3 separate regions of the Mus musculus genome follow, and regions 1 and 2 are each linked to region 3. A link is a contact called in public Hi-C and HiChIP or PLAC-seq data. All regions are on one chromosome and are shown on one strand. The core of a region is the stretch at or near the end of the contact, and the rest is flanking DNA. Distances in the headings are between cores, read along the strand shown. Region 1 overlaps Pxk (PX domain containing serine/threonine kinase). Region 2 overlaps Pxk (PX domain containing serine/threonine kinase). Region 3 holds the start of Pdhb (pyruvate dehydrogenase (lipoamide) beta).

What was found. Hi-C and Micro-C count contacts between places; a contact is called where the count stands out from the background. HiChIP or PLAC-seq counts read pairs in DNA pulled down with a chosen protein or histone mark.
Region 1: a Hi-C map of colorectal tumor organoids shows a contact between it and region 3, with 5 times the contacts expected there. The contact joins the enhancer-like site here to the promoter of Pdhb in region 3. A contact is called at or near these places in 10 of 39 promoter capture datasets (the C10 cell line, the HPC-7 cell line, cranial neural crest and 7 more), 9 of 484 Hi-C or Micro-C datasets (arterial endothelial cells, colorectal tumor organoids, dorsal root ganglion neurons and 5 more), 11 of 115 datasets of contacts at active chromatin or transcription factors (the 230-238 cell line, the HPC-7 cell line, the SCID.adh cell line and 6 more) and 3 of 9 other capture datasets (adipose tissue, liver and pancreatic islet).
Region 2: a contact with region 3 is called in an H3K27ac HiChIP or PLAC-seq map of embryonic stem cells, with 44 read pairs. The contact joins the enhancer-like site here to the promoter of Pdhb in region 3. A contact is called at or near these places in 6 of 39 promoter capture datasets (the C10 cell line, the HPC-7 cell line, cranial neural crest and 3 more), 3 of 484 Hi-C or Micro-C datasets (embryonic fibroblasts, macrophages and uterus), 6 of 115 datasets of contacts at active chromatin or transcription factors (the 230-238 cell line, the HPC-7 cell line, the SCID.adh cell line and 1 more) and 3 of 9 other capture datasets (adipose tissue, liver and pancreatic islet).

The regions. Positions count from the first base shown.
Region 1 is chr14:8,110,141-8,113,554 of GRCm38.p6, forward strand. The region is part of intron 1 of Pxk (PX domain containing serine/threonine kinase); the gene reads left to right. Among named protein-coding and RNA genes, the nearest start is that of Pxk, 14 kb to the left of the region's middle. Within about 2 kb of position 1,596, at least 32 of the 459 cell types and tissues checked have an H3K27ac peak or open chromatin away from gene starts, as enhancers often do. A contact at or near this core is called in colorectal tumor organoids, trophoblast stem cells and uterus, where this site is marked.
Region 2 is chr14:8,138,591-8,142,302 of GRCm38.p6, forward strand. It overlaps Pxk (PX domain containing serine/threonine kinase), which reads left to right. Exons shown (of 18, transcript NM_145458.4): 8 at 2,052-2,156; 9 at 2,853-2,954. Among named protein-coding and RNA genes, the nearest start is that of Pdhb, 33 kb to the right of the region's middle. Within about 2 kb of position 1,586, at least 29 of the 459 cell types and tissues checked have an H3K27ac peak or open chromatin away from gene starts, as enhancers often do. A contact at or near this core is called in the HPC-7 cell line and embryonic stem cells, where this site is marked.
Region 3 is chr14:8,171,436-8,174,849 of GRCm38.p6, forward strand. Pdhb (pyruvate dehydrogenase (lipoamide) beta) reads right to left here and starts at 1,557. Exons shown (of 10, transcript NM_024221.3): 1 at 1,456-1,557; 2 at 1,329-1,382; 3 at 1-95. The coding sequence starts at 1,497.

The sequences.
Region 1 (3,414 bases), core at 346-2,845, 61 kb before region 3:
ATATTCTTGGACCAGGGAGTGGCACCATCTGGAGGTGTGGCCTTGTTGGAATAGGTGTGACTTGTTTGGAATAGGTGTATCACTGTGGGTGTGAGCTTAAGACTCTCACCCCAGTTGCCTGGAAGTCAGTCTTCCACTAGCCACCTTTGGATGAAGACATAGAACTCTCAGCTCTGCCTGCGCCATGACAGCCTGGATGCTGCCATGTTCACGCCTTGATGATAACAGACTGAACCTCTGAACCTGTAAGCCAGCCCCAATTAAATGTTGTTTTTTATAAGACTTGCCTTGGTCATGGTGTCTGTTCACAGCAGTAAAACCCTAACTGAGACAAACATATTGAAGGAAAAGTTGATCAGGTGACAGACGGGTAGGAACAGGTGCACCAGAGCGATGACTAGGGAAATTGAGTGACATTGGGGCCAGAGGGGGGTCTTTACTTCTACCCTTTGAGTGACACTGAAATGAGTGTGGTGACTGTAGTACAGTTGATCTTGTCATTAGCAAACCATGAAGTACTTCACGTTAATCATTGATGTCTTTCTTCTCTTTCCTTTCCCCCTCTTCCTTTTCTCCTTAATTCCTGTTAGGTTGAACTTGTTGAAACATAATTTACATGCAATAAAATATATGTCATATATTTTATAATATAATATTATCAGTCTGCTTCCCCCTCCCTCTCAGAGAGATGGTCTCATTACATTGAGCTTGACCTTGAATTTCTGGGCTCAAATGATCATTTGCCTCCTCTCAAGTTTCTGGAAAGACAGGCAGGCACATGCCACCAGGCTCGGCCCCAAGGTTCTTTAAATGGCTGACTGGTATTCCACCAAGTGTATATAAACAGTTCATTATCTTCACATCAGCAGTTGGTAGCTTCCAGTTGGGTATATTAAGAGTAGAGCTGCCGTGAGCACTTGGGTAAAGTCATTGTGAACATTCATTTTCGTTCCTTCTGAATAAATACCTAGGGATGACATTGATTTAGTCTTCTTAGGGATGCTAAGTATATATTTTACTTTATGACACGTCATGTTTTTCTAGTTGTTTTTCTTTTTTTCATTTGATCCTTAAAACTATCAGGGTTGAGTTTCACTGGTGTCCATTTTCACTTGGAGAAAATGGAGTACAGATAGAATAGTCGTTATAAACCTCAGGGCTCAGAGTGGCAGAATGGCTACTCCTTGAACCTTGAGTGATCTGTTATCAGACCTGCAGAATGAGCTGTCTGATGGCTGCTCTGACCCAGATGCCAGCAATTTTAAGGTACCCCTGTGAACCCAGACTGAGTCAGTGATTTGGGTGGCCAGTTTTTTCAGTTTTCTCCGTGGCCACTTGGGCATGGAGCTAATTTATCACGCATGCTAGCGGCTGAGAGCAGCACCAGCCCGTAAAGACATAGCATGAGGGCATATGTAATTTTGCAATTTCCAGTGGCTACATTAACAGCAGTGGCAAGAGGACTGCTGAGATGGCCGGCTGGGTAAAAACACTACTTGTGCAGACCTGATGACCTGAGTCAGCCTGTGTCATTCAGTCACCATGCAGCTACGTGCAGGCCATATCCTCCTGACCTGATAGGCTGGTTCTGCTTACCCAGCTGACCTGAATGTGCCGAAAGGAACCTGCACAATGCGGAAGTGTGTGCCTAACTAAGGTCATGGAATGTAGGAGCGGCCTTGTCCTTGGGTCTGTCTTAGAGGCCAACTTCCCGGTCACTCTCACTAAGAGCTCAGGGACTATGTCTAAGGTACTAACTCTCTGAACTCTGGCCTTTAGTTGGGACTTGGAATAAACTGAATGGTCTTAGAGAGAGCTTGTGCCCTTTGAGAAAGCTATGACAGCATAGTGTGTAACGTCATGGTGACACACACAGCTGTTATGAACTAGAGTCCATGTGTTAGGACACCGTCATGTTCTCACTGGGTTGAAGAGACTTTGGTGTCCTCATCTCTCCGTCTTGGTAAGAACCATTATTAAAACCAGGAAGTGATATTGTAGCCGCTTAACTTCACTCAGAATTTCCAGATCCTCACGCAACCCCTAGCTGGTCTTGAATCTCTGAAGTTGACCTTGATCCTCTGACTCTCCTCCCCGTCTGTCCCGAGTGCTGTCAGGAGGGTGTGTGTCACCGTGCTGCTGTTAACGAGGTGCTGGAGAGTCAAGCTTCTAAGATGCACCTCAGCAGCCTTCCCACACCTATTTCATCAGTTTTCATGCAGATAGAAATTTTAATTTACTTTTTTTTTCAGGTTATGTTTTTTATTCTCCCCAGAACAATTACAATGCCAATGTGTGGCTGGGTGGTGGTACAGGCCTTTGATTCCAGCACTTGGGAAGTAGAGGCAGGCCTGGTCTACAAAGTGAATTCCAAAACAGCCCAGGCTGTTACCCAGAAAAACCCTTTCTTGAAAGACTAACCCAGCCAACCAACCAAAAAAACCCACCAGTGGGTGATGACAGGATGGTCCCTTATCAAATGAAAAGAGGGATCAACTCTATTTGTTATTGATAATCAGATGTGGCATCTCAGTCCTTTCCTCTCAGAAGTCTTGCTTAAAGCTGTGCAGTTTAAATGATAAGTGTAGCCTCCAATGTGTTGTGTTTTCTCTCAGTGCTGGGATTGAACAAAGTGCCTCCAGCTCTCTAGCCTCCAGCTGGGCAAGTATTCTACTGCTGTGCAATGAATGCCCCAGCCTACAAACCAACTTACTTCTTTATTTTTTGTTTTGTTTTGTTTTTCGAGACAGGGTTTCTCTGTGTAGCCCTGGCTGTCCTCGAACTCAGAAATCCGCCAACTTACTTCTTAAAAACTGGTTTTGGGGCCAATGAGATCGCTCAACAGGTAAATGTGCTTACAACCTGACTTACAACCTGAACAAAATCCCTGAGGTCCACATGGTCAGGGAAAGCCAACTCCAACTCTACAGGGTCATATTCTCTCTCTCTCTCTCTCTCTCTCTCTCTCTCTCTCTCTCACACACACACACACACACACACACACAGAGTAAATCACAGAGTAAATAAATGTTTTAAAAGTTGGTTTTCAGCAGGGCAGTGTTGGCACATGCCTTTAATCCCAGCACTTGGGTGGCAGAGGCAGGTGGATTTCTGAGTTTGAGGCCAGCCTGGTCTACAGAGTGAGTTCCAGGACAGCCAGGGCTACACAGAGAAACCCTGTCTCGAAAAAACAAAAACAAAAACCTTGATTTTCCTTATTATAAAATTTACGTATGTTAATTGACCATGACATTGTAGTGTGGTAAAGTGGGGAGGAATAGGAGTCGTAGGGCTAGAGTGACAGAAGTTGGACTTGTTATCCCTGCTGAGGAGAATGGCTGCTGCTGTTCTCTTTTTGACCCAGGCACTGCTATGCCGTAAAGACTGCAGACACTTTGAGAACTCGGAACCTGA
Region 2 (3,712 bases), core at 336-2,835, 33 kb before region 3:
CAGTAAAGACTGGAGTTTGGCCTATGGCTGGGTTAGTGTTAATTACCTGTTTTCCATACACCAGAATTAATTGCTTTATGGAGTGGCTTGTCCATCGCATTCACCTTTGAATTCATCTTGTTAAAGCAATAAGGCCATGATTTAATGAGGTGTGATCTACATCCAAGAAAAATGCTATGGTCTCGAGTTTGAGTGGTTGTATGATAGGCATTCAAGAACCCAGATTTTTGTTGCTGTTATTTGCAGTAATTGAGTTTGAATCAAGAGCTTTGTATATGCTAGGCAGATGCTCCACCACTGAACTATGCCCCCACCTGTCATTTATCTTTTATTTTAAGATAGGGTTGCACCAAGTTCCCCAGGTTGTCATTGAGCTAACTCTGTGACCCAGGCTGGCCTTGGACTTTTGATCTTCCTGCCCCTGTCTCATAACTCTGGTATTATAGGTTTGAACCACCAGGCACAGTTAGCACCCAGATTTAAAATTACTCATAATGAATGTTTAAAAAAAAAAGACAAGAACAAGAAAGAAGGAGCTGGAGAGACGGCTCAGAGGCTAGGACGCTTGTTCTTGCAGGATACCTGGGTTTGATTTTGAGCATCTACATGGTAGTTCACAGCAATCCGTAATTCCAGTTGTCACGCTTTGCCACTGTCCCCCGTGGGCAGCGGATACATATATAATGTGCATATATACCTGTAGGAAAAATACTCATACTTTATAAAATAAATAAATCCAAAAAAATTAAAACAAAAACAAAACCAACAGCAGTGCTACTGTACCAGTATTGGAGGCAGAGGTAGGGGGGTTACAAAATCAAGACCAACCTGGACAACATAGTGAGACTTTGCCTCAAATAACAAAAACAGCCCCACCCCCATATCCCAACATAGTGCATATAAGAAATACACATTAAGCCAGATGGTAGTGGTGCACTCTTTTAATTCCAGCACCAGGGAAGCCAAGGTAGGGTCTCAGAGTTTCAGGCCAGCCTCATCTACAGAGCAAGTACCAGGACAGCGAAGGCCTACACAGAGAAACCCTGTCTTGGAAAAAAAATATCAGTAAAACAACAACAAAGATATGCACCTTAGCTGGGCTTGGTGGCTCAGTCCTCAAGCAACTCCTTCTAGGTAATGGATTCACATTGGCCCGTTTGCACGTCAGATCTCAGACATATTTTGAATATGTCCTGGTGATAATCCAAGTAAGCTCTTGGATTAGGACTGTGCATTAGAATAAGTAATGAACGTTTCCCCAGGCCAGCGAGTTAGCCTGACAAAGGCAGCTCAGACAGCAAAGGGCTCTTTGTCATTCGCCCGCTCAGGTTACCTAGAGCCTGAGCAGTCAGTCAGGCTTCTTGTCCATGTAACCAAAGTTCCAGGTTTTAGGAGCACATTAAGTCTTTAAAGAATTTGTCTACCTACCTTGCTGGCTGGCATTTGGGTCCCAGCTGCGGAAGACACTGAATCCGCCGCATACTGCAGACTTGTGTAGGAAGTCAGGGAAGTCCACGCTTTGCCTTCCATACCAAAGCACGCTGCTCATGCAGCTCCCAAGTGGATATGCTCCCTGCCTTGGCATCCAAGCAGCAGTGTGGAGTAAGCGGCAAAGCTGTGAGCAGAGACACACTTGGCCTGCTCTCCCACGTAGCTGCTCTGACTGCTGAGCGACTGTTGATTGAGTTCTTTATTGGCTCTTAATTAAAACTCAGCCCTTTTCTTCTCTGCCACCGCGGTTTTGCCTGAAATCTGGATGCACAGAGCAGAGTGAGGGGGCTTTCAGAGACCTCTCATGAGGGGCTTAGCCAAGCAAGGCCTCAGGTGTGGAGCTTGCCCCTCCTTCTTGTCACTTCTCCCCTCCTCCCATCCGAGGGAGAGGAGCTAGTGGATCCTCTAGTCACTTAAAAGTAGCCTGAGTTCAGGAAGTGGCACATCTGCATAAAACTAAACCAGCCACGGGTGCTTGCCTCTCCGGAAAGAGAACATGAATCTAAAAGGCCCTAGATTCTGGTGTAAAGTAACCTGAATTTCTTCTTTTGTTTTGGCAGCACCCTTACATCTATCGGGTCACCTTTGCCACGGCTAGCGAGTCCTCCGCATTGCTGATTAGAGCCTTTAATGAGAAGGGAACTTTGAAGGATCTGATCTACAAGGTACCACTTATAAATCAAGCTGGTCAAGCTTATAGATTTCTTCAGTCCCTTTAGAATCCGTTTTGATGCTTGATATATAAATTTCCAAAAGTTAGGCCCCATGAAATTTTAAAAAATAATTTTCCTCAAGATTATAATTAAGTCGTTTCCCCCCTTAAGCCCCATGAACTTTAATTTTTACATTTTAAGCATAGCATGGTGAGATCCCATGTTCTTGGGAGACTGGCCAGGAGGCTTATGAATTTCAGTCTAACCTGGGTCACATAGTCCCTATCGCAAAAACAAACGGACACAATTAGATCTGATTCGGAAAGACTAGTTTGCTTGAATAGCATGTCTTTCCCATGAGCAGAAGTGGGTGTCTGTCTATTACATGGTAGGCTGCTCTGATGGTGAGTTTGCAAGTTTATACTTTGCATGGAGCAGAGCAGTCCTGGGAAATTCCTACAGTAGGCAAGACTCGGGGATGGCCTAGGGTGAGATGCAGTGTGTCGTCCCTTGGGTACAGGAGAACTAGAGCTCAGACCAGGCTCTTTACCTCAGCTGCAGACTATTGGGTTAACAGCACCAGACCCCATATCCTGTGTGCTGGGGCCCCTGGCTGACTCCTCCTAGAGTCTTTCCTAGCTTTTCAGGAAGCCTGTGGTAAACATTGCCTCCTCTAGCTCTTTATGCATGGTTGATTCTTTTCTAAAGGCAAAACCAAAGGACCCCTTCCTAAAGAAATACTGCAACCCTAAGAAAACCCAGGGCCTTGAACTCCAGCAAATAAAAACATATGGGCGGCAGATATTAGAGGTAAGAGATTTTTGATTTTACTTAAGTTGTTGTTTTAGTTCAGGTGTTATTTCTGTGAAGAGACACTATGACCATAGCAATTCATATAAAGGAAAACATTTAATTTGGGGCTGGCTTACAGTTTGAACAGCTTAGTTCTTTATCAGCACGGCAGGAAACATGATGGCATACAGGTAGACATGGTGCTAGAGAGGGACTGTCCTTACTTGGTGTAGCTTGAGCATATGAGACCTCAGAGCCCATCCCCACATTTCTGCAACAAGGCCACACCTCCTATTCAGACAACCACAGCTGCACTCATATTTCACCAAGAATTACAATTTTAAAAAAGATTTATTTTATTGTGTGTATGTGTCTGCTATATGTGTTGGGGCTGCTGCAGAAGCCAGAAGAAGGTGACAGATTCCCTCACGCTAGAGTGACAGGTGGTTGTGAGCTATCCAGTACGGTTATCAGGAGCCAGACTTAGGCCTTTTAGAAGAACAAGTGACCTTTTTCTGTAGCCTCCTAGAATGACAAATTTCTTAATGGGAAAGTTCTTTTGTACTTTCCAAAATCAGAGACATTGTCGTATTATCTATAGCTTGATATATACTGATATAACTTGATATATTATACTGGATATCATTGCTATATTTTCCCCCAACAAACAAATATTTGATATAAAGGTGACAGTAATTTAGATCTATAAAATTCCAAAAGTTTGGCTGTTAGGTCATCTTTTGGGTTATTTGGCTGATCTTTATCTCTGTGCCAAG
Region 3 (3,414 bases), core at 307-2,806:
TCATACTGGGCAACTTCTTCCCCAAGCAGAAAAACTTTTTCATCTCTTTCTAGTTCTTCATCCATACCTTGATTAATAGCTTCACGAACTGTCAACTGTCACAAGTATATAAACAGAAAACATGCTACAGGATTATTCAGGAGACTATGGAAACCCCCTTCCTTATACTTACCTACACTGCCCACAACATAACACATAAATTTAACACTCATGCAGGCAGCCCACATTCCAAGAATCTGAGGAGGCAAGGTGGCCAAGCCTGCTGAGTTTCATCTCCAGTTTCCTACATGGCGGAAGGAGGAAACGGATCCCCTGCACATTGACCACAATGTGCATGCTCACACACATAGAACGTAACAAGTACCACTTATGCCAACTAATCTTCACTAGGCGTCAGTGACAAGCTTACAGAACACTTCTGCTCTACTGCTTCATATGCACGGGCAAGAAAACTGAGCGATTGCTAAACCAGCTCCCAGGCAGTTTCCTACGGAGGAAGCATGCCAGGCTGTTTTACCAATACACTTGAAGTACTAAGACTTAGAGAACTAGCAAGGAAGGTCTAACTATGGATACTAACTACGACTAAGTATTAAGCGTTCACTAGTGCACAACACTTGACATCCACAATGCAGGTGCTGCTATGCTACTACAGTAATGTAGACTGATAAAATCCTTCTAGATATATATATGCCAAAAAAAGCATGTATCTGCAAGCCAATGTTCTCAGCACCGTAACAAATTCAAAAGATAGAAACAAACCACCCTTAAATGAATGTATAAATAAAACGTACAAAGGATATGATTCAACGTTCCAAAGGAACAAATTCTGATGAATGTATTCTACAATGTGGATGAACCTTTTTAAATAAGCCAGACACAAAAGAACAAAAGATTCAACTTATATGACGCTCTAAAACAAGAACTCAAAAAGAGCCAGAAAAGTACAATACAACAGCGGCCGAAAGAGTGTGAATTATTATCGTGTAAAGTTCTGGAAGTTGACAGTGTAGACCGTGAATTCATTCGATGCCACATTTGAACACATAAGATTTCAAAGCTACATTTTACCACAACTCCAGGGTGGGGATTAAAAGTCAGGAAAGCAGGTGGTTGTCTGTTCGACTGCCACCGGCCTCGAAGGGATGGTTACCAATATGAATGGCACCGGGCGAGGACAGAGGCAGCGCGAATCATCCGCAGGACGCGGCCGCTGTCAGGGTCCAAGATGCCACCTGGCCCTGGGGCAGACACGACCCCGATCTCTCAGGCCTGCTCCCGGGCCCCAGGGCTCCCTCCCGGCCTTGCCCGACGTCGGGACCGGTTACCTGCACCGCTGCGGGCGCCGAGCGGTGAAAACGCCTCTTCAGCAGCCCGGAAGCCTGGAAGGGAGAGAAAAAAGGGTTCAGAAAGGGCACAGGGCCTACAGTGGACGCGCTAGGGGCCGCTACCTACCTGCCGCAAGGGTCCCCGCACCAGACCAGCCACCACCGCCATCTTGCCCGTGTCCTCTACTAGCTGCCGAATGACAACACAGAAGCGCCGCAGAGCCCGTCTGACGCAGCCAATAGTAGGGCGTGACACCTTTACGTCCCACCTCTGTTCGGCAAAGCCAATAGAATGGTAACTGAGAGTCCCGTCTTCCTGAGGAAGCCAATAGCAAGGCGCTATTTCATAGGCCCCGCCCCCAGGCTTTGGCAGAGCGCGCCCTCTGGGCCCCGCCTCTGCATGCGTAGCCAACGGCTAGTTTCGACGCCTGCGAGCCCCGCCCACCTAGCGAGTCGCGGTCCAGCAGAGGTGACGTGAGGCTGCTGTTCCTCTCTGACCCGGTGCACTGGAGATAACTTTGCAGACCGCTTGCAGAGGCTGTCATGCACCTAACACGCCCTACACTCAGACTTGACTGCTGACTGCTCACGTGCTGGGACTGAGTCAGTGCAGCCTGATCCGACCGAGGCTGCTAGGACCGTAAAGCCACCCCTTTGCGGGCACTGAAGGACTTTGAGCAACGTGTGAATCTTGCACACACAACAGTGGAGGGTGAACCTACCATTATATGAAGGGCGCTGTAAATTGAATGTGAACAATAGCTTTCATGTAGGCACTAAGCGTCCACTGTGTGCCAAGTACTGTGATGTGTGCTTGATAAGTGCTTTTAGGTGGTTTCTGTTTGTATTATCTCCATCCAGGCGAGAAGAGGTGAGGAGGTTGTTCTGATCTTGCTGAATTTAGATGGCATACCGGGACTGGAGAAGCCTGAAACATAGCTTTAGCAGGACAAGAGACAGTTGAGAATAGATACTTAGATGTGGCCTTTATATTCTGCATTCAGTCTCATCGACTGTAAAAGGACACTGAGGTATGGGATCACCTCCTTCCAAACCTCCCTCATTGCTGCCATCAGGTGGTCACCATGTGAGATATATCAAATATGAGTCTTTCTTTTTTTTTTTTTTTTTTTTTAAGATTTATTTATTATTATATGTAAGTACACTGTAGCTGTCTTCAGATATACCAGAAGAGGGCATCAGATCTCGTTACGGATGGTTATGAGCCACCATGTGGTTGCTGGGATTTGAACTCTGGACCTTTGGAAGAGCAGTCGGGTGCTCTTACCCACTGAGCCATCTCACCAGCCCCAATATGAGTCTTTCTATCAAAAATTATATAAACTTGTGTTTGGGACAAGGACTTCAAATCCCCTCTCCTGCCTTGAAAAACTTTAATGTAAGTGGTTTTGGTTTTTGTTTTTCCTCACAAGGAAGTGTTTTTATGTGTAGTCCTGGGTGTCTTGGAACTCTCTCTGTAGACTAGGCTGGCCTTGAATTTACAGAGATCCACCTGCTACTGCCTTCTGAGTGCTGGGATTAAAGGTTTATGCTACCACCAACCAGTCCATAGTTTTTCTTCTTACCACTATTTTTCTATGGCTTAAATGTTCCAAATTCTATTTACTAGCAACTTAAATATTGCATTCACTACATTGGCTTTAGTGTTCTCATCTATTCAAACTATGAAGTTTGCTTACATCAGAGTCCCCTAACTTCAGAGTATATGTGAACAAAGACACTCTTTCATGTAACCAAAGGACATTCTGGAAATTGATGTAGACCAGGCTGGCTTTGAACTCAGAGATCTGTCTGCCTCTGCCTCCTACTAGTGCTGGGATTAAAGGAATGGACCACCACACCTAGCTTTGAGCAAAAGTTTGAATCTTTTGATTGTAAATGGAAGAAAATATCTAATAAAAAAGTTGAAAAAAAAGTTTGAATCTTCCTTAAGCATAATTTATGCAAAGGCCCACTGCTTTGTTCTTGGAATTCAACACCTGGGGCAATGGGCCTTCCTTTCACTCCTTTCCTCTTCCTCTTGCATTTCCTGATTGCTGAGTCATCTAAGGATAGCCATTGCATC